Regions from separate parts of the Mus musculus genome. Here all the other regions are linked to region 2. A link is a contact called in public HiChIP or PLAC-seq data. All regions are on one chromosome and are shown on one strand. The core of a region is the stretch at or near the end of the contact, and the rest is flanking DNA. Distances in the headings are between cores, read along the strand shown.

The links. HiChIP or PLAC-seq counts read pairs in DNA pulled down with a chosen protein or histone mark.
Region 1: a contact with region 2 is called in a BATF HiChIP or PLAC-seq map of CD8 T cells, with 6 read pairs. The contact joins the enhancer-like site here to the promoter of Il12rb2 in region 2. A contact is called at or near these places in 1 of 39 promoter capture datasets (embryonic stem cells), 1 of 15 datasets of contacts at CTCF or cohesin (CD8 T cells), 1 of 484 Hi-C or Micro-C datasets (bone marrow-derived macrophages), 2 of 115 datasets of contacts at active chromatin or transcription factors (CD8 T cells and the SCID.adh cell line) and 2 of 9 other capture datasets (adipose tissue and macrophages).
Region 3: a contact with region 2 is called in a CTCF HiChIP or PLAC-seq map of CD8 T cells, with 21 read pairs. The contact joins the enhancer-like site here to the promoter of Il12rb2 in region 2. A contact is called at or near these places in 1 of 39 promoter capture datasets (macrophages), 1 of 15 datasets of contacts at CTCF or cohesin (CD8 T cells), 2 of 484 Hi-C or Micro-C datasets (Th1 cells and macrophages), 5 of 115 datasets of contacts at active chromatin or transcription factors (CD8 T cells, the SCID.adh cell line, effector CD8 T cells and 1 more) and 1 of 9 other capture datasets (liver).
Region 4: an H3K4me3 HiChIP or PLAC-seq map of the SCID.adh cell line shows a contact between it and region 2, with 12 read pairs. The contact joins the enhancer-like site here to the promoter of Il12rb2 in region 2. A contact is called at or near these places in 2 of 39 promoter capture datasets (embryonic stem cells and macrophages), 1 of 15 datasets of contacts at CTCF or cohesin (CD8 T cells), 3 of 484 Hi-C or Micro-C datasets (DN3 thymocytes, Th1 cells and epidermal suprabasal cells), 6 of 115 datasets of contacts at active chromatin or transcription factors (CD8 T cells, the SCID.adh cell line, bone marrow-derived macrophages and 2 more) and 1 of 9 other capture datasets (adipose tissue).

What each region holds. Positions count from the first base shown.
Region 1 is chr6:67,314,212-67,320,066 of GRCm38.p6, forward strand. It overlaps Il12rb2 (interleukin 12 receptor, beta 2), which reads right to left. Exons shown (of 16, transcript NM_008354.4): 9 at 1,980-2,196. Among named protein-coding and RNA genes, the nearest start is that of Serbp1, 50 kb to the left of the region's middle. Within about 2 kb of position 4,085, at least 16 of the 459 cell types and tissues checked have an H3K27ac peak or open chromatin away from gene starts, as enhancers often do. A contact at or near this core is called in CD8 T cells and the SCID.adh cell line, where this site is marked.
Region 2 is chr6:67,372,478-67,377,731 of GRCm38.p6, forward strand. Il12rb2 (interleukin 12 receptor, beta 2) reads right to left here and starts at 3,711. Exons shown (of 16, transcript NM_008354.4): 1 at 3,558-3,711.
Region 3 is chr6:67,411,725-67,417,575 of GRCm38.p6, forward strand. It overlaps the pseudogene Gm4761. Among named protein-coding and RNA genes, the nearest start is that of Il12rb2, 38 kb to the left of the region's middle. Within about 2 kb of position 1,852, at least 2 of the 459 cell types and tissues checked have an H3K27ac peak or open chromatin away from gene starts, as enhancers often do. A contact at or near this core is called in CD8 T cells, where this site is marked.
Region 4 is chr6:67,433,396-67,438,817 of GRCm38.p6, forward strand. Il23r (interleukin 23 receptor) reads right to left here. Exons shown (of 11, transcript NM_144548.1): 8 at 1,210-1,296. Among named protein-coding and RNA genes, the nearest start is that of Il23r, 56 kb to the right of the region's middle. Within about 2 kb of position 2,351, at least 20 of the 459 cell types and tissues checked have an H3K27ac peak or open chromatin away from gene starts, as enhancers often do. A contact at or near this core is called in the SCID.adh cell line, where this site is marked.

The sequences.
Region 1 (5,855 bases), core at 2,835-5,334, 58 kb before region 2:
AGAGAGAAGGGGGGAGAGAGAGGGGAGAGAGAGAGGAGAGAGAGAGAGAGAGAGAGAGAGAGGGGAGAGAGAGAGAGAACGAACCCTGGAGTACTGCTGTAACCACCAGGAGCTATCTGTCCATGTAACCATATGAACCTCTTTCATGTGAGAGGGCAAAGAAGCCACAGTAGTCAGGCCTTCAGTCACTGATACCCACATTTACTTATAGTTTCTTCTAGCTGTTTCATTGAGTGTTCTTCAAATATAACCAAGATTTAATGCTGCATCTAAAATAATAATGTTTTGGAACTGCAGAGATGACTCAGCCATTAAGAGCACCAGCTGCTCTTCCAAAGGACTCATGTTAGGTTCTCAGCATACATTGAGGCTCACAAATCATCTATAACTCCAGATCCAGGGCATCAGATGCCCTCCATAGGCACTGCATGCAGATGAGAAACAGACATCCCTGCAGGCAAGAGATCTATGCACATAAAAGAATAAGTAAATCTTTATAGAATAGAACCAAATACAATGGGCAAAAAGTTAATGAAATGATTCCTAATGATATTCTGCTATACTCATAGATTGGAGCCTACCCCAGTCATCATCAGAGAGGCTTCCTCTAGCACCGGATAAGAGCAGAGGCAGAGACCCACAGTTAAACATTAGTCAGAGCTTAGGGAGCCCTATGGAACAGGGTGAGGCAGGATTATAGGGGCCAGAGGGGCTGAGGACACCAAGGCAACACAGTCCACAGAATCAACTAAGTAGGGTTCATAGAGGCTCACAGAGACTGCAGAAATAATCATGCAATGGGCTGGGCCAGGTCCTCTGAATATATTTGAGACCCTTTTTTTCCTACTGGGATGCCTTGGTTTGAGGGTTTGGGCCTTGTCTGATTGTAATTTGTTATGCCAAGTTCCATTGATGTCCTGGGAGGCCTGAAGGAAAGCAGAGAAGGAGTGGTTCTGGGGGAGAGGGGACATGTGGAGGGAAACTTGGAGGAGTGGAGGAGGGAAAACTGGGGTTGGGATGTAATGTATGGGAGAAGAATAAAAAGAAAGAGAACCAAAAAAAAAAAAAAAACAAACCCCCAAAAAACTAAAAAAACCCTAATGTTTTGGTAGACATTTCTTCAAGCTGATGATTGAGAGACCAATGTATAATAACATTATGACACCAAATTATAAGAAAGGGCCCAATTATAATGTTCTATTCTACTTAGACTTTTTTTTTTAAACAATGCAGACCTTGAGACATAGCATGAGATTCATTTCCTTAGCTATTCATGGTCTTTTATTTGAGAAGATATTATAAATGTGAGACTGTACAGCTAGTTGATTTTTTGTTGTTGTTGAAAACAACTGTATATATATTTAAATGTATGTAGTAAAGAACAGAATTTCACTAAGGTCAGAGTTTCATTTTAATACTCTTGGTTTTTAAATATAAGTCTATAAATGTTTTTTTTCCTAGAATTTAACAATATATATGTTATTGAATATGTAAAAGTTAGTCTAGCTGGAAAATATTACTCTAATTTAATGTAACTTTTTTTAAAGATTTATTTATTATTATATGTAAGTACACTGTAGCTGTCTTTAGACACACCGGAGGAGGGCATCAGATCTTATTGTGAGTGGTTGTGAGCCACCATGTGGTTGCTGGGATTTGAACTCAGGACCTTCGGAAGAGCAGTCAGTGCTCTTACCTGCTGATCCATCTCTCCAGCCCTTAATGTAACTTTCTTTACTAATAGTTATATAAGACTATAATCCCTCAGAGATCTTCAAGACAATCTTATGAAGAAATTGAAGCTCAGAGGGCTTAATTCACTTGTTCAAGGTCATCCCAGGATAACAGGAAAAGACAGCTGTGGACTCCAAAGTCTAAACTCTTGGCTACTCATACCAGGCTCTGGCCTTCACCTGCAGGAAGCAAAAGGTGAAAGAGACAGTTTCCCACAGGTAATGCTAAGGTCAGTGTGTACCTACCAGTGCCACATAGGTCCACTATGTTAATGTGAGTGGGTGCAGAAGCGCCTTTTGAGTTGGCTGCAGACACTGATGCCGTCCAAGCCCCAGTTCGGGGGATGACCCTGGTCCAGGAGGTGTGTCTTGTAGTATTCTGCAGTGTTGTTTTCTTTGTCACCTCTTGTAACGTCACCTGATAGTGGAGGATCTTCCCCCTTGCCTCTGATGGATTCAGACTCTGTAACAAGACATATACACACATCCTTACTCTCAGACAAGAGCATGGTTGCTCTCGGAGGCTGGACTGCCCGGCCCTGCTGCAGGTGACTCTACTGTATGACTTTTTTATTTATATCTTCCAATCTCCACTGTACACTTTCATTCAGTGATTCACATCTTCACACTTTCTTTTTAGTAAATAAAGTTAAACCAGTGAACATTTTAAAAAGATAATTCTTCAAAAACACATTGACTTTCCTTTCTTCACAAAGTTTACTAATGGTAAACACAACTAATAGGAAAAGCGTGGGATCTGAATGTAGAGGGCTGGCTCTGAGCTGTGACTTTATCATCTCTCAGTTCTTGAGGCAAACATTCACTTCTTCCGGGTTTCTGTTTTAAAATTTGTAAAACAACAGAGAGAGAGAGATTCACAGAGACACACAGAGAGACACACAGAGAAAAACAAACACAGAAAGCATGGGCATGGGTGGGCGGGCGGGTGGGGGAGAGGGTGCTTTTCTACGTATAGAAAATGCAATGCTGCTTGAAACAACCATCCCAAGACTTCCAGGAGCTAAACGAGTAAAATTGATGCTTAGGAACTTGAATTAGCCATCTGTGCTGGGAAACCTAGTTCCAAACTGCAAAATTTTGATTGAGATCATTTGGGAACAAACCTACAAAGTAAGCAGAAACTAACTGATATTACTCTCCAGTCTGTACAGTGTTTTGTCCAATGGTCATGGCAAATGAAAGCACAGACTAGGAAGAGTTGTCAGGTCTAACCCTGGCAGTGCCCATGGCTACCTACTGCAGAAAGAAGGCAGGGCTTACAGGTTTTAAGTGACATAGTTTTCTGGGCACAGCTATCCGTTCACGGCAGGAGACTCTGTCCAAGGTCCAGCCAATGCCCTTGCTCTGGTTTCTCACTTACTAGGAGGCCGAATAATGCAGTTTCTCTGCCCAAAGAGTTTGAGCTGACACGAACATATGGCACACGTCAGTTCTTTCACTTTAAGTGAACAAACCAGCTTTCTGATTGTAATTTGGATTTGGAGACATTTAGCACAGGAGGAAGACTGTTCTGGTGTGCTGAGTCAGGACTTCCGCTGGCCTAGTGGCTGCATTCTTACTGTAAATTAATGAGCGCTCAGCTTTGTACATTGCTGTTTCTGGGAGCTTAGTTAATGTAAGATGCAAGTCTGTTGGGGGAAACTCTTTGGTCTCCAAGTACTGGGTGAAGACAGTGCTGCTGGGGAACTCTTGGAGACAATTGAGCATTGTCCTGAAGTCATCTTTTCAGGTATCCATTACAATCAATCTCACTGCCTGTTTGAAGATTGTATAAGCAAGTGCGTGTTTTTAATCATATTCCCCAGTTGTATATGTGTGTACGCGCGCCTGAGCACGCGTTTGTCTTTTTTTTTTAAACAGGATCTCACTGTGCAACCCTAGCTGATTTAGAACTCACTACATAAACCAGGCTGACCTCAAATTTGTGTTAGCCCTCCTGGGATTATAGGTGCGCACCAGCAAGCACCATATTAATAAGCCTGGCCTTTATCAAAGGAGAAAGAGAACATAGATGAAGCAAACGCTGGTGCGGAAACCACCCTCTGGCAGGAAGGGGGCGTTTCGTGAACAGTTAACCTGAGGAAAGACTTGGTGGGGGAAATCAGACAGTCTGTGTTAGATACACTTGTCTTTGAACCTATAGGGCTGGCAAGGAAGGATGGTGTAAGAGACAGCTGAGGGGATGCATTTCTGGAACGAGCGCTTGCTTCCATCTGTAGTGTTTTTTTTTTTTTTTTTTCTTTTCTCCCTCTGCTGTGATGTATTGCTCCTAAGGCCTGAGACAGTGAGGTTCAGGCCACCACAATTTACAGATAGAATTCCCCGTCACCTTTCCAGCCCAAAGTTGCAAAGCACCTTCTCCAGCCCAGAGGTTATGACCCATTCCTACACACAGCGTCAGCTAAGAGCCTGAGTTTAGCAATTTGGAATGGGTGAGAATACGATTTCTTTTTCCCAAGAGCCAAAAGGCTCTGAATCATAGGAGATGAACTCTGAAGATGTACGACTTGCCGAGCCAATTGGCTCTGTAGATAAATGTATTTGCACTCCAGTGGCACTCGTCTGAGACGGTGATAAGGGAGAGAAAGAACAGTTTTTTTTTTTTTTTTTTTTTTTTTAACCATGAGCTTTACATTTCTTGTCATGTTTAGGTCTTCTCATTTCCCATTCTGAGGAGTGAGCCCAGGCTGCTGCGTAATTAGCTCAAGCCCTACCCAGGGAGAAGACATATGAGAGCATAGAACGCCCTCTGGTGGGCAGCGGCGAGCAGCGTTATCTGGAGTGTGCAGCCCTCAATCTTGGTAGGGTTGCTAACACCTGGATCTCGTCTAACAGGGTTGAGTGTGGACCTCAGGCCAATGTCCATACATGATAAGAGCATGCTACAAGACAGTGCCATCCTTTTGATTTCCTTCTCCAGTTTTCTCTCTTCACTGTATGGAAACACTGCAAATGAAGAACACCCTGGCTAATCCTAAGGTAAAGGCTCTCAGAATCAAAAATAAACTTAGGGAACAAAACCTGAGACCGTCTTAACACCTAAACATAAGAAGAACAAAATTTGACATATCTCAGAATGTGACACACTTGATTTGAATTTTTTAGTTAAAAATCTACCAGAGGAAGGCACCTCTGAATGGATAAACTATTTATTATTAAGACTTAGATAAAACCTGTTGTATTTATTTTAAAGTAAAGCTTGACCCCTAGATGCAAACGAGGCAAAGAAGGAAAACTAGGTGGCTGTGTGGCACAGTGGACAGAGTGCTGGCTCTAATGTCAGAAGGGAAAAACTGTTAGAGTTTGGCTAATGTCAAAGAAGAGCAGCCCCTTCCAAAGCTCAGGTGTTTGGACGCATTAGGCACAGTTCTTCTTGCTTGGATTGTTGCTGGTTTTGTGCATGTGTGACGCTGGGGATTGAGTAAGGCCTTGTGCGTGCTAGTATGGGCTCTTCACACTGAGCTGTATCCCCAGCCTCCATGCTCAGTAGGAGGACCTTTGGTTTTCTCACTTCTCTGTGTAACACCTGTTACACAGAGTTCCTTTTCATCACTCTGAGACAGAATATCCCTACTTTCAAAATAAGGATAATAACATCAACTCTTGGCCTCTCCTTTGGCCCTCTTTGAAATTTCTACTGATGTTAGGGCTATATACAAAGTACATAGAATTTGTGAGTTGAAAACTGAATATTGGGTTGGCAGGATTCCTCAGTGGTTAAAGAGGTATTTGCTAGTATGCCTGATGATGTGAGTTCAATTTCTGACACCCACATGGTGGAAGGAGACATCAGGCATCCACACTATGAATGGCACATGCACACAACCTCAAATAAATAAATATAGAAACAACAGCAGCAACAACAAAACCAAAACAAAACCCCCGCACAAACTTGAGTACCTTCATTTTGGAATTCATAACTTATATTCAGCAACCCTAGTACAAAGTGGAGAAATAGGAAGCAGTCATGCTGTTGGTTTGCCTTACTGAGATGAGGGTTCACTGTGTTGCCCAGGATAGCCTTGAGTTCCTAGGCTCGCTGATTGCCCCGAATCAGCGTTTTTAGTAGTCAGGACTGTAGGTGCATCACAGTCCTATTCT
Region 2 (5,254 bases), core at 2,461-4,960:
ATGTGGAAAAGATAGCCTCTTCATCCAAAAGTTCTGCAGACCCTAGATATCTACACACTGAAGAATGAAACTAGAATTTGTACAAAAATCACCTCCAAACAAACCCAAGGCCTGAATGAAAGACCAGAAATCCTAAAACCCTTAAGGAAAAAGTAAGACTCATCCTTTAAGACATAGGCACGGACAGGGACTTCCTCAACTGGAGTCTAGGCATGCAAGAAATAACACTATCGATAAACAACCTAATGAATAAAAAATTAATCAGGTGAAGAGGCAGTCTACAGTAATCTTTGTCAATTAGATACTAAGCAGAGGATTAGTATGTAGAACATACAAGATTAAGCAAAACAAAACAAAACACATAAATAATGAGAAATCAAAGAACCTAATCAATAGATGGGATATTGAAAAGAACAGAGAGCTCTGAAAAGATGAAGTGAATACAGCTACCGAGCATGCAAAAGTGTCCAACAACAACAAAAGGCAAATAAAAATCACACTGAAATTCCACCATCACTGAGTCAGGATGGTATAAGAAAATAAACAATGACACAAGGAGAGCTAGCAAGCAGTTCAGAGGTAAAAGTGCTTGTTGTACAAGCCTGAGAACCTTAGTTTGATTCTTGGATCCCAAAGAGGAAGGAAACAGTCAAGGCTTACCTGTTCCCCCTGACATGTGGCAGGTATGTACATGGGTACACACAAGCATATACTACTACTATTACTTATAATAATAACAAATTGTAAATGACCAAACTAGGTAAGGTGGAACAGACTTGTAGCTTCAGCACTCAGGAAGCTGAACCTGGAAGATCACTACAGCCCAGGAGTTCAAGGCCAGTGTGGAAAACACAGCAAGAAGTTCACCTTAAAAAAAGAGTGAAACAAATCGAGCAAAATAGAAGAAAGAAAACAAAAAACTCAAAGAATACAAAACAAAGAACAAAGAAAGATGACTGAAAATAAAACCAAAGCAATTAACATTTACTGAGAAAATTAAATCATGAGGCTGGGGAAATGCCTTAGTGGTTAGGGGTGGGAACTGCTCTCGAAGAGCCCCTGAGGTCAGTTCCCAGCACCCATGTCAGGCAGTTTACAACAACTTCGAATTCTAGTTCCAGGGCTTCTGCACACACACACACACACACACACACACACACACACACAAACACACACACACTTAAAAACAATAAAAATAAATAATTTTAAAAAAGAACATGAAATCAGCTGCAAGCTGTTTTTTCCTTACTTTATTCCACAGGGCTTTTTTTGGATACCCCAGTGCTAAATCCCACTGTGTGGCCAGTGTGTGGAGGCAGAGTCAGGGGGAGCATGTAGGCATTGGTTTATCTCTCTCTTGAGCTTTGGGAAGTCCCACAGGTTTGCTTCATCTTGTGACATCATCCTCTGCCTTTCCATAAAGTGAGAGGATCTTAAGACTGATAGCCATCCCACCAGGTTTCTCATATAAATAGAGAATGCCACTGAAGTTTCTGATCTAATAACCTACATGTCAACATCTCTGCCTGGCATTTACTTAATGAATGCCTTTTCTAGATGTTGTAATAAGGAAACAGACTCTGATTAATCTGAACTTGATCATCTTTTCTGGCCTTTGTTAACAAGTTTTCACTACACAGAGCATATAACTTAGTTGTTAATCTTAATTGCTCTACTACACAAGGGAACTAGCAGCATTTCTGCACCGAGGTGACATTTGCTATGATAAGGTGACACAGGAAACTTAGGAGCAGACTTAGAGTCAGACTAGAGTTATGTTCCAAGCTTTTCCTTCATCCCTCCATCACTCTAGGTGCCTGCTAGCCTAACAGCAGTTCTTACGCTGCCCATTGCAATTCTTTTTTTTTTAATATTTTTTTTATTACGTATTTTCCTCAATTACATTTCCAATGCTATCCCAAAAGTCCCCCATACCCTCCACCCCCCCCCCCCATTTCCCTACCCACCCACTCCCATTTTTTTGGCCCTGGCATTCCCCTGTACTGGGGCATATAAAGTTTGCATGTCCAATGGGCCTCTCTTTCCAGTGATGGCCGACTAGGCCATCTTTTGATACATATGCAGCTAGAGTCAAGAGCTCTGGGGTACTGGTTAGTTCATAATGTTGTTCCACCTATAGGGTTGCAGATCCCTTTAGCTCCTTGGGTGCTTTCTCTAGCTTCTCCATTGGGAGCCCTGTGATCCATCCAATAGCTGACTGTGAGCATTGCCCATTGCAATTCTAAAGGGACTAGTCTACACACCTCATTTATTTTCAATGAGCCTCAGTGTTCCCTTGTCAATGCCACAACGTAGCTAACCTGAAGTTGGATGGTGTCTGCTCTTATCATTCAAACCTGATCTTTGAAAAGTGCCCCCTGAGCAGCTAGGTCAGTCAAGAACTTTGCAGAAGACCGGGAAAAGACGTTTCAGTATCAGCTGACAATTCTCACTGTGTGGCTTATCCACGGAATAAGAAATAAAATGGTCCCTGTGCCACAAGACCATTGTGGGGTTAAAATGAGATGCTCTTAAGCACTGTACCGAGCATACAGCAAGCGCTCAGTAGATAACGCTCCTATTCCCATGCTGAAAAGAAAAAGAACACCATTCCATTTTTTCAAGGTCATAGTTAAAACTTAGGTAGGTAGCCTTTAAGCATCATCTAGTTCCACTGAAACATTAATTTGATTAAAACAAGGTATATTGTTATACCTTTGACATACTATGATATATGTTGATATACTTTGATATAAGTATCTCTAATTATAACTTTAAAGGAATGAAGTGGGGTTTCTATTGGCTATAGTGCCCACCAAGTGTAGTGAGAAAAACGGATGTTCAATTCTTATTTCTATCTTAAAAACAACAACAAATGCTGTTTCCCTGTGCAGAGTACTAGAAACTTCCAACAGCAAAGGAAACCAGATCTCCTCTGTGATTTGGTGGTTACATATTGAAAGCAGTGACGGCAACAATTTGCTAGAGAACAAGCCAGGTGCAACAGCAAGAAAGAGAGCCCAATACTGAGAAATTATTTGCAACACTTACTGTTCTAAGATTCTTCTCTCCTAAAGTCAGGCTGAAGTTCAGTTTGCCATCCTATCTAACCACGGAGACATTTAAGAGCCATGAGGAGTTTATCAGAGTATACTCCATGCCTAACAAATGGATTGCTGAGGATTCATTGAATCAGGCGTGGGGGATGCACAGGAAAAGGGGGACTACACCCATTCCTCACCGATGGAGAATGGGAATCCAATCTCTCCCCCCTCCTCCCTCTAACTTCCACTTTTAAAACAGCACTTCATTCTGTAACAAGAAGTGATCCCGTGCTTCAGTGTGGGCCTAGGCATAATTGGCCCTAAGGTGTGGCTCCCCACCTTTCTACATCTTGGTCGAGGGCACCTACCACTATCCTCATCCCAGGGAAGCCTGTGGGGCTCAGTCTGAGGACCAGTCAGTGCCCACGGGTGAAGGGAAGTCAGTCACTGGACCTCAGAGCCCCGGTTCTCCTTACCGGGTTCCTCTGCGCTCGCCCAAGTGCCTCCACTCACCAGAGCTCTTCCCGCGCACAGGACGCAGAGAGGGATCCTGGCACCCGCTAGCCTAGCGCAGCGCCATCGCTGGAGTCCACGCGGCAGTGTGGACCTCCGGTGCAGTGGCCATGACAAGTGTCCAGGCAGAGGTGCCCGGCCCTCGGGGAAGTCCCTTCTGCGCTCTCACCACGCCCGCCACTAGCCGCAGAGGGAGGGTTTAAAACTAAGTGAGAAAGGAACCAAGGCGTGTGACCCCAGTTGCCAGCACCCAGCGTGCTTAGTGCGGTTCTGAGAAAAAAGGGAACTTGCCCAGTGCAGGAGGCGTGTGCCACAAAATGACAAGGCTGACGCGCTAAACAACTCACTTACCAACTCATTAACTAGCATCTCAGTTATTTAAAGGTGACTTTAAGGACATATAAAACGGAAAGTGGACTTGAAACAAACAAAACACACTGGAGAAACTATTTTTTATCTGTGTTCACACTGACAGTTCAACATGCTTAACTAAACCTTTTCTTTCCCTCATTATAAGCAGATAAACATAATACAATTTCATTAGCACATGCGTTGCTGCTGTTCCGTTATCCCCGCATTGTCCCCCGGCTCCCCATGCCACCAGCTAGATTTAGACCCCAGCTTTTCTGCCTCCTAATTTGCCAGGCGTTAAAATGTGGAAAAGTGCATATGTAGAATACACAACTTGCAAATAGATTGTGCCACATGTAATTTACATTCGCTAATAAGTTATTATGCAAGAACTACAAAAAGCTTTAAAATTTCAGATCAACACTCCTTTGTAACAAGATGGCTCAGAGCTGTGGAAATCCTTGGTATAGCAAAGTTAGCTGAATTGTCTTAGTCAAAAGTAAATAATGTAAATCAGATGTACTGCCTCTCTCCGGTAATCTTAGGCAGGAGGGCTTTAGTAAATTCCAGGCCCACTTGAGCTATGGAGATAGGATTAAGTCACTAATTATTTTTAGAGTAACAAATATTTCAAATTTGCGATTTTTCTGTAATATAAGATTATTCACAATATGCTACTTAATTTTTTTCTGCAAAATATTTAAAAGCCCAAATTTATGGGTTTAGTGGTGACAGCAAAGTAATATATACACCAAGTGAGAATAAGCTAAATAAATAATGAGTAAATAAATACATAGTAGCCTCTGGTTAGTTGAAAGGACAGCTGGTGATATCAGAGATGATATGATATTAAAGATATAGTGGTCAAATATGAATGATAACTTTGTGCACTCTATGGGTTAGGTTATTTTTCAATAGCTTCATTTAGCTTATTAACTATTCATTTATGCATATAATAAAAAGCAGCTGAACATATATTAGAACTGGTTTTGAAAATCCCTTTTTATTTTCTGAAGGCGTATACAGTCTAAAATACTGAAAGACCACTGGTTACAAACCTCCATCTATATAGGACCTTACCTCACTACTACCAGATGCTAATTGCTTTAAATATTCCTGAGACACTTCATTTACCTTACGGCCTAAGATGTGAAAGTTTAAGAGTCAGGTTTAAATTTGATTGTGAAGCAAGAACATCAGCTATTGAGAATACAGCCTTCTTTGGTTTTTATATTTCTCCAGAGGCAAATCAATAAGGTGGTCTCTCTTCCATAACGTAGAAGAATGTTTTCAGTCTATGTCTGTCAATTAATTTAGAATTCAGGTCAACTAAGCACTTGTGCCAA
Region 3 (5,851 bases), core at 602-3,101, 37 kb after region 2:
TTTTGTTTTAGAATAAAATGTTCTGTAGATATCTGTTAAATCCATTTCTTTCATAACTTCTGTTAGTTTCAATGTGTCTCTATTTTCTTTTTCCATGATCTTTCCATTGATGAGAGTGGGGTGTTGAAGTCTCCCACTATTTTTGTGTGAGGTGCATTATGTGCTTTGAGCTTTACTACAGTTTCTTTAATGAATGTGGCTGCCCTTGCATTTGGAGCATAGATATTCGGAACTGAGAGTTCATCTTGGAAGGTTTGATCTTTGATGAGTTTGAAGTGCCCCTCCTTGTCTTTTTTGATAACTTTGGGTTGAAAGTCGATTTTATTCGATATTAGAATGACTACTCTACCTTGTTTCTTTGGACCATTTGCTTGGAAAATTGTTTTCCAGCCTTTTACCCTGAGGTAGTGTCTCTTTTTCCCTGAGGTGGGTTTCCTGTAAGCAGCAAACATTTGGGTCCTGTTTATGTAGCCAGTTTGTTAGTCTATGTCTTTTTATTTGGGAATTGAGTCCATTGATATTAAGAGATATTAAGGAAAAGGAATTGTTTCTTCCTGTTATTTTTGTTGTTAGAGTTGGGATTCTATTCCTGTGGTTGTGTTCTTTTAGGTTTGTTGAAGGATTACTTTCTTGGGTGTAGTTTCCGTCTTTGTGTTGGTGTTTCCCCGTTATTATCCTCTGAAGGGCTGGATTCATGGAAAGATATTGTGTGAATTTGGTTTTGTCATGGAATTCTTTGGTTTCTCCTTCTATGGTAATTGAGAGTTTTCTGGGTATAGTAGCCTGGGCTGGTATTTGTGTTCTCTTAGGGTCTGTATGACATCTGTTCAGGATCTTCTGGCTTTCATAATCTCTGGTGAGAAGTCTGGAATAGTTCTAATAGGTCTGCCTTTATGTGATACTTAACCTTTTTTTCTTACTGCTTTTAATATTCTTTCTTTGTTTTGTGCATTTGGGGTTTTGATTATTATGTGATGGGTGGAATTTCTTTTCTGGTCCAGCCTATTTAGAGTTCTGTAGGCTTCTTGTATGTTCATGGGCATCTCTTTCTTTAGGTTAGGGAAATTTTCTTCTATAATTTTGTTGAAGATATTTGCTGACTCTTTAAGTTGAAAATCTTCATTCTCATCTACTCTGATTGGTCTTCTCATTGTGTCCTGGATTTCCTGGATGTTTTGAGTTACGATCTTTTTGCACTTTGCATTTTCTTTGATTGTTGTGTCCATGTTCTCTATGGAATCTTCTGCACCTGAGATTCTCTCTTCCATCTCTTGTATTCTGTTCCTGATGCTCGCATGTATGGTTCCTGATTTTTTTTTTTTTTTTTTTTTAGGATTTCTATCTCCAGAGTTGTCTCTCTTTGTGATTTCTTTATTGATTCTATTACCATTTTTAGCTCCTGGAAGGTTTCATTCCGTTTCTTTAACTGTTTGGATGTGTTTTCCTGTTGTTCTTTAAGAGATTTTTGTGTTTCCTCTTTAAGTGCTTCTATCTGTTTACCTGTGTTCTGCTGTATTTCTAAAGGTAGTTATTAACATCCTTCTTAAATTCCTCTACCAGCATCATGAGAAGTGATTTTAGATCAGAATCTTGCTTTTCCGCTGTGTTGGGGTGTCCAGGACTCGCTGTGGTGGTAGTACTGGGTTCTGATGATGCCAAGTAGTCTTGGTTTCTGTTGGTAAGATTCTTACATTTGCCTTTTGCCCTCTGGTAATCTCTGGTGTTAGATATTCTTGCTGTCTCTGGCTGGAGCTTGTTCCTCCTGTGAATCTGTAAGCCTGTGTCAGCACTTCTGAGAGCCCAGCTCTCTCCTGGAGAGACCAGTGGACAGAGAACTGCTGAACAGCCCCACCTCCTGGGTACAAAGGGAGGCCTGTAGGATCCTGTCCCAGCTGCTCTGCCGCTTCTGTGGCCTGTGCGCTCCTGAGTAGACCTGGATTAGAGTCACAGGAGAGAAAATGGCATCTCACCTGAGTCCTGGCATCAGACACTACCTCCTAAAATTCTTTTCTGTGTGGAAACCACAAATCCAGGTTTGTCCTAAGTGAGGATCCCCAAAAGTCTGGGACTTCCCAGGGTGCTGATGGTGACAGTGTGGTGTTGTCTTTGTCCTTTATTGCTGACAACATGACCTTATCTTGGAAAAAGACGTCAAATCTTTAGGAGTATTAGAAACCACAGTATTAAGGCCTTGGAGGGCAGAACTCCATTCAGCTCAGTGGGCTTCTAATGCCCCTGTCTTCCTATTGCATGTTTGGAATGTATGTTTATTGAGTACAGTGGCAATGCCTGCAGGTATAACTACTCCATAGGCTGCAGCAGGGGGATTGCTTGAGCCTTGAAGCTTGAGGCTAGCTGGGGTACCAACTAGTGAGATCCCAACTCAATCACACAAACACATGACTCTACTTACCTTGCTTGAGGTGCATTTTTTATGATAACGGTATAGCTCTAAAATAAAACCTTTACTTCACAATTTACTGCTATACTTCCCTTTTTACCTTTTATAGTAAAGTTCTTAGGCAGACCATTTTGATATTGAGTTGAGGGAGCTCATGAGGCCTCACCCTCCCCGAAGATATATATGTAAAATTCATGATCGTTGGGGAAAGTTGGCATTTATTTATTATTATTATTATTATTATTATTATTATTATTAATTATTATTTTTACCATGAATGACACTTTATTCAGTCTTTTTCTTAACAACTGAAACTCTGGGAATTCAAAATTAACATTCTTGCCTGCGAGCTTCTTGTACACACCAGAAAAAGTTTCGACCTTGTGTTCCATGTTGCTCTGCTGTACTTTGTCTAAGTGAACTTTTATGAGCTGGTTGCCATCCGGTTTCACACGGATCCTCTTACCCACACTTTCACTTGAAAAGACTAAGTCCTCAAGGATGGCGTCGTGCACTGCTGTCAGTTTGCAGCTTCTGGGGCGCTTTTGCTTATTTTTCGTACGGCTTTTCCGGGTTGGCTTGGGCAGAATCCTCCTCTGAGCAATGAAGACTGCATGCTTCTCACTGAACATTTTCTCCAATTCACGAACTAGCCGGACTTGGATTTTCTGGAAAGATTTAAGGGGAGGAACTGGTACAAAAATTACGATAGATTTCCGACCACCACCAACTTCAATTTCCTTGGCTGCGGTGATGGTGAGTTCCTGCAGCTGCGCCTTGAGATCGGAGTTCATCTCCAGCTCGAGCTGCGCCTGAGAGATTCCAGAGTCGAACTCATCCAGCGTCTTGCCATTGAGCTTCACAATCTTGTCTCTCGAGGTGAACATGGCTTCGTCCTCACGGAGTGCCTGGCTTAGAAAGAGGGACAACTCTCACGAGAACAGCACACATCCGGGTGGCAGAAGGCATTTTCTTAAGTAGGGTAGCCATTGGTAAGTTGCTGATGCTCCTGTATTCAAAATACTCATGCTCCTTTGAGGAACTCTAATGAAACTTATTACATGATAAAAGACATGAAAGTAGATGGGGACCAGCAGGGATGAGGAAAAGAGGCAGCCGGAGTGGCAGGTGGATAAGAGATGATGACAGGGGGTGGATCTGATCAGACTACATTATATACATCTATGAAAAGGCAGCGCTGCAACCCATCGGGTATAAGTACAGCTAATATATACTAATGAAAATGAAAAAGTTGGAAGAAACATGTCTTCAGGCAGGATGTGAAAAGTGAAAGAGAAGACTCATCGACTGCCACACCTCGCACGCAGGCCCTGGTGTTGGACTACTCATGATTTCCTTCCTGTGCTCTGAGAGAAAGCTGCTAATTTTAGATTTGTCTTTATGGTCACAGTCAGTACTTATGGTTTCTTAGCTTTGTGTTGTTTTGCTTACCTTTTCCTTTTTCTGTTATACAGCTCATCAGGAATCTTCTTACTGCTCAGAGCAAAAATGGCTCATTTAAGATCACATTCCTAACATTTACTAAAGGCAAATCACAGAAACAGACACTAGCCTGTATTTTTGAGCGTAAGGGTGAATGGAATGTTTCTTCAGAGCCATGATGGGAAATCTACACATGCAAGGTGGAGAGTCACTATCTTGAGCTAGGATGACTATGAAATTAGTAAAATGGCTAAAAGGGCCCTAACGTGAAACATTAATTGGGATTTAATGGTTAACCTTGGCAGTGAGAAAGATACATAGTATCCCTCTGTCCAGCCTCTGGTAGCTCTCTGTAATTTTGCCCTAACTGTGGTATTCACAGAAGTTGTACAATCTAGTCATGAATCCGAGTCTAATTACTTTATATTAGCATCATGCTTTTTCCTCAGAGAGAGCGATGGTTTATTTTTAATCAGCTCTTATATGTTAAGTCAATAGTGTCTGCCAAGTGGGCAACAGTTGCCTTTAAAGCACATTTCTCTGCAACTGGCATAATTACCTCACACAGAGAGAAGCCTCAGCAGGACTTCATAACCTCTGGGTTTATAAAATCTAATTATGTTCAAAATACAATATTTTATTTTCACTGATCTCAGAAAGAGCCCAAACATGAACAAAGCCAGACTAACCACAGAGTAACTGGGGAGCAGTGAGGTCCTCTCTGCATCCAATCTGCCCCATGCCAGCTGTCTGAGGGAGAAGCCCCGCTTTGCTCAGTCATCATGTCACAGAGAAACGTGGGGGTATACTCTAGATAATCTTTTGGACCGGTCCACTTGACGTTAGGTAAAACCTCTATTTAGTCCGGCGGTTCAGGCTTCTCTAGGCCAAGCTCAGTCTACAGAGTGGAAGAGAGGTGCCCAGTCTGCTTCTCCATGCTGCGTCAGAAGCAGATGTAACTAAGAGTTGGGGAAAGGGAGGCCCAAACGTGCTCTCCAGTGTGTTCTCAGAAGGAAGTTTGTTTTCCTCGCCTTTACATTTTGGAATTTTGCAACTGATTGTGTTTGATAAAGAGGATAAACCACTAAAGTACATCTTTCAAAACCTCTGCGCTATTCCATAGTCATGGGCAGTCCCTCTATTTTAAAAAAGGATGATTGAAAATATAAGAAAAGAGGAAGCTGGGAGTGTGCTGGGAGTGCAACCCAGAAACCCATGCTGCCTGAGAGCCACCCTGGTTACAAACATTCTACTCTAAATAAAGTGCACACCCAAACCACACACACACACACACACACACACACACACGACTACTTTAGGAATTAGTTCCACTGTACTATCTGTGACTATTTTTTGATCCTATGTAAGAAAGAAGAATGTATTAGGGCAGGAAACAATTTATTTTCCTTACAGCTATAGCATTGTACAGAGCATGGTACTCCATCATGTTTCAGCATCTCTCCCCTTCCTCTTTCTTAGTGGCATCTTGAGGTCGACTTCCCTCCTTTCTCGCTTCTCCTGTACCATACCAAATTGGGGGGGGGGTATTTCCACTGAGAAACAGCAACTTACAACTGCGAGACTCAGTTAATAATATATAGTAAAATAATAAAAGAAGTTAATAATATACTCAGGAGCAAATTGGATTGATGTCATAGTTCATACTTGTTCCCAAAAGGTACAGAAAATAGAGCACTCAGGCAAAGACGGGAGGTGATGTGGATAGCACCATCAATGGGGAAAGAAGTATGACTTTGACCACTCAAAGGGCCTTTGCATGCATATTATAGTTCCACTTCTGTGTTTTATCGGGTTCCTGAGTATGTGAATGAGGGTGTCTTTACCTTCCGTTTATTTGCTTTTTTCTTTTCTGCTATGTTTGTCTTACTAAATATTATTGTGTTATTTCCCAAGGTGCTTGTATGTTTTCTAAGAAGAGACAGAGTTGAGGCAACTCCAGGGGAGGAGGAAAGTGAGGATGAATAGAGGGAGGGAAAATAGTCATCA
Region 4 (5,422 bases), core at 1,101-3,600, 60 kb after region 2:
CATTGCTAATTTCTCATTACCCAGTACAGTAGCTGGTACATAGTTACTTAACACACATTGGTTGAATAAATTAACAAAAGTGCAAAAATATCAATATGACCTGAAAGTTTCTTCTTTAAGACCTGTTAGATTTATGGGAAGTAAACTGTTTACTAGTGAAATAGTCAGGCTTCAAGTCTTTCAATGGCAAATTTCAATTTAGGTCTAGTTAAATTTGCCCACTGTAAAGTTTTATCTAATATTTTTACATGCCTGAAACATTTAGATGTGTCCATAAATTAAAAAAAAAATACCAGCCATACTATCAAACAAAGTGGGAGCTGGTTCATCTAAGAGAAAGAGCACAGACTTGTGTACTTAAAAAAATAGAGCTGAATGTGGTGTCTCATAATCCCAGCATTTGGAAAGCTGAGACAGGAGGCTTGCTGTGGCTGGGTGTGGTGGCGCATGCTTTTAATCCCAGCACTCGGGTGGCAGAGACAGGTGGATTTCTGAGTTCTAGGCCAGCCTGGTCTACAAAGTGAGTTCCAGGATAGTCAGGGCTACACAGAGAAACCCTGTCTCAAAAAAAAAAAAAAAAAAAAAAAAAAAAGAAAAAAGGAGGCTTGCTGTAAGTTGTAGGACATTTTGGAACTGGGCTATAGTGTGAGATCTTGTCTTGAAAAACACCTGAACAAATTAAAGGAAATCACAAAAGTAATATTTGCATTATTTCTAATAGCTTTGTATATTTGAATATTTTTCAACCTTCCTGAATTTCAGCTTCCCCATCTATGAAGTAGATTCATGGCATTTATCTCAACATGTTGCTCTTGAGATTGACAGATGATGTATATACAATCCTAGCACATGGTGGGTAGGTAGCATATTTTTAAAAAGACATTTTTGGGACTTGAGACCCAGAGCCTACTGAAATGACAATGTAATCACCTCACTACTACAGCAGACAGGCACCTCTGAACGATTGCTTGCATTCAGTGTAAGCACATTTTGAATGTATTTTCCCATAGAAAGTAAGTAGTTGTTGTTTTTCTAAGAAATGCTGACACATTAGTTTTGGTGTGGAAGTTATCTGCTGAGGAACTGAGGATACCTCAGCGAATATACATGTGTACATACTTACATATATAGATAGATACATACACGTGTGTGTGTGTGTGTGTGTTTGCACGCACACACTCGAGAGTGTGAGTGTGTGCATATGTTTACCTGAAGCAGGATGTCCTCTGAAGATTGTAGCACTGAGCATCTCCATCTTCTGAGGTTCGTGGGATGATTTTGCTGTAACCTGGGAAACTTGAAACAAGAGTGTCAGCATTTTAGGTCTTAGCATTCAGATGGCTCATTCTCCCGAGACAGTCTTCTCTTGATTGGAAATGATTAAACTTAATCATTCTAATAGGTTCAGAGGGTGAAATAAAGTAAGGTTTCAGATGTGTACATTTTCTTATTTCCTTTTCAGTGACTACATCTCAAAAGAGGAACTTTTGCAAGGACAGTTAAAAACTACACCAGGCTTTAAAATACCAATGTGGCTAGCAATTTCTCTTGGTTTCTAGGCAACAAATACCAAGACAATACCAAGATAAAAATTCCACCCAGCCACAAAAATGCACAATAACTTGTCCATGCTTGGTTTCTTCAAATTGGTGATGCTAAGAAACCTAAGCTTCTTTGACGGTTTAAATTGTGTCACCTCTGCCTTTGGACAGTCTCTGGTTTGGCTGCACTAAGATGAACATTTTTGTAAGTGGATATTTTGGGTTGCAATATAGAGGTGAGATGTCACTAAGAATTCTTCTCTTCTGCTTTCCTGCTCCTGTGGTTCTTGGCCAGCCCTGTCTAGCCATTACACTTTCAGGGCTCCAGTAATGAAAGCTTCAGAATTGGGTGGGGTAAGAAGGCTTGGCAGTTAATTTACTTTAAGTCTGAATTCAAAAGCATTCCAGAGTAAGCTCGCCCATCTCCTGCTTCCTAATCATGGGAAGCAGCCAAATGTGACTTCATGGCCACAGTCTTCAGCCTTGGCAGAAGACAGCTCTGAAGGAGGATCTTAGTCCAGCATCCCTCAGCTCCCAGCTATCCAGCTACTCCAGTGTCACTTTTCAATCTCAACCTTCTGAAAAAGTGTCTTACACAGCTCGAGCTGTTCCTGTTGTCAAGGCTTATGGGATAAAGTGTGGGTCATGGGATACTTGTTTAAAAAATGGACAACGCATATTCAAATAAAAAATTCCTGTATGGACCTTTACAATCATTTGAAAAAAGCTAATTGTATGCTGGCAACATAAAGGCAGGTTTTCTGTAAACTACGGGCTGGGGGTTTTAGAAGATGAAAGCATCAGGAAACTGTAAGGACTCTCTTGTGTTTTGACAGAAAGAGGAAAGTATTTCCTGTGAGTTATGGCAATGAGAAATTGTTTTGAGCTTCTCAATATTTGCTAAGTCTCTTCTGAACCCTAGCAAGTGATTCTACTAAATTCTAAGTGGTGAAGGTTATGTAGTCATGGCCAGCAGCCAGGTTTGCTCATGTAGGAGAGCAGTGGTAATTCTCACTACTCAAGAAGGACTTGCAGCCACATGCTTTCGGAATTTTAAAAGCAGATATAATACAACATTAAAATGCAGAATAATTTTCCCTTTGGCAAATGCAGAGGTTTACAACATACATGGATGTTATTTTTATTTTTACTTTTATTATTTGAAAACTATCATTTTTATTTAAAAATAATAAATTGTGCTTTTTATTACAATATAATATAATTTTGTTGTATAAACTTCAGTTGCTCTGGCAATGAAAAGGTTATGGGTTACTGACTTATATGATATGGAAACAACTATATTTCACATTTATTAGCATTAATGAGTAGATACAATTTTCCTTTGGAGTCTGTTATCATAGCTTCAAATCAATGAGTTACACACATTTAAATTAAACTAGTCATTTAAAAGAAGTGCCTAATTATGAGAGGGTATTTTTACCAAGAATTAGATATCTGAATAAAATAACTTATAAACAGAACTATTAGAGAAGAAATCGTCTATGACAATTTTCTTTTAGCATAGGACTGAAATGAAGCCACACGTTTGCCATGTTATACTGTCACCAAGTGGCTAGTTGGTTTCTTTATAAATCATACTTAAATTTTTTTTTTTTAATTATAAAAGCAAAAGTTATGGTGATGGTATTGTAACAGGAAACAGAAGTGTGAAATAAAAATAACCCAACTCTGCCCTCTTAATTCACCAGCTATTAGTATTTTTAGTACTTTTAGGTATTTTAACATATGAAAGCACTCACAAATAGGAAGCCACACACAGACTCTTTCACAGGTGTAAAACATTTATGTCAGCTTTAACCACCAGGCCATAGCTAACAAGCTGGAAAATCTCATGCTATCTCTGTTATCTCTTTATTACCTGTGGGATTCTGCTAATAGTGGGACAATTCTGTCCTTCAGTAGAGTGTTACGCTGGATCACAGGATATATTTGAGGATATTCAGAAACCCAGATAATTCCTAATTTGGAAAGATTTTTTTACGTAGTTTACATATACTGACATGGAAAATAAGAGTGATCCTCCTAGAAGGCAGTGTGTCTGGAAAGAAGTTAGATTGTTTTCAGTAAGAATAGTTCCTTATCCTTAGGCAAAAAGCAGAGCATAGATATACTATTTAGCCCAACAAATACCAGGCTAAATTAACCAAATCTACTCCAAAGGACTGGTTTTGAGAAAATGTATTCTATTTGTTTCTTAGTGTTTGGTGCCAAATGATCTCCTTGGCTGTTCATTTTATGTTCCCCTCTGGTAAAGTGTCATCACTGTGAAGCAACTGTTCAGTGCCTTCCAATGTGTTTCAGGTGACATAGTGGCCCTCACATGCTCTCTGCTGAGCTTCACAATCATGTGAAAAATTTCATCATAACTAAGAATTCTGTCTACTGAATGATTGAAAGAAGACTTAGACATGGCCACTGACTTACTAATGTCACCTAAATGTCAGTTGAAGAGTGGAACTTCTTGCCTAGTTTTTAGATTTACTTTGTACTGGTCACTAGTCTCATGAGCTTCACTTTTGCATCAAGACAGCTCAGGGTGGTAGACCCACCAGCAGTCTGGCCCCAAAAGAGAAGGCATTGCTTCTCTGGGGACAAGTCACAGTGTATTAGCACTGCCTGGCCTCACAGGGCTCTTGATCACAGCACAGTGTGTATTATGGAGTTAGAGCACTGAGCAGTGAATACTTCAATCTTCAGACTGGTTATTTTCTCCAGATGTTTTTCTTGATCATTCAGTAAACACACTAATTATAGGAGGCGTGGAAATTACAGAAGATTATGGAGAGCATACAGGATTTCAAAACGTAGAGACACTTATTGTAATAGTTATTAACTATAGTTCCCACATCAGTATCCTATTGGAGACCATATGCTTTGACAATGTCACCATGTGTCTTTTTCATTCAGCATTATATAATGAGCACTGCCTCATTACAATTACTCAAAACACACTTATGGTTTCTTAATACTGATCATGATCATACAATACAGTATCAGTTCAATCACAATCCTGTTGGGAAATTTTTTTTTTGAATGCAAACTGTTGACATAACTCCACGAGTTGGAATTACATAATCCCAGACAAATCATTAATTTTCCTTGTGACTTGTGATCTTCCCAGTAAAACTGGAAATCAGCCGTGCTTTGCTCAGGAATTTTTATGACTTGGTTACTGTTCTATTGCTGTGAAGGGACACCACCATCAAGGCAGCTGATAAGAGAAAACATTTAACTGAGGAGTTGCCGACAGTTTCAGAGAGTCCTTATGGGAACTATGGTGGCAGGCAGCCAGGTATGGATCTTAGAATAGTAGTTGAGTGCTCACATCTGACCTGCAAGTTGCAGGTACAGAGGAGAGACAGAGAGGAAAGAAAGAGTCAGATAGCTCTGGGTTCACCTCTTCCTTTAGAGGCCACACCTCTAATGCACAAACAATCCCAATAACTGGAGACTAAACATTCAAACGTAAAAGCCTATTGAGGCCATTCTCATTTAAACTACCACAATGAGACAGTTTTTCTAAAGCACTAGTGCTATGTTTTACATAAATTAAAGCCTCAAAAATTTTCTGTTGCTAGGCGGGACTTTTAAATAGGTGTCAAATTCTTACTATTATAGTTAGCTTTGGGAAAAATGTCATTACACATGGATATCCTTCTCTTATCTGTTGATTATTTCCCATATACTTCAAGCTCCATATCTCTAATATTTTTCAAGGCAGTGTTTCTATAAGTGGGTTTCTTTTGTCACAAACATTTATGAGGTTGTTTTTCTTACTTCTTCCTTTGTCAGTCTTTGTGTCAGCTAAGGACTGCATTATAAGAATTTAGATCAGCACAAGCCATTGGTGTTAAACGGGA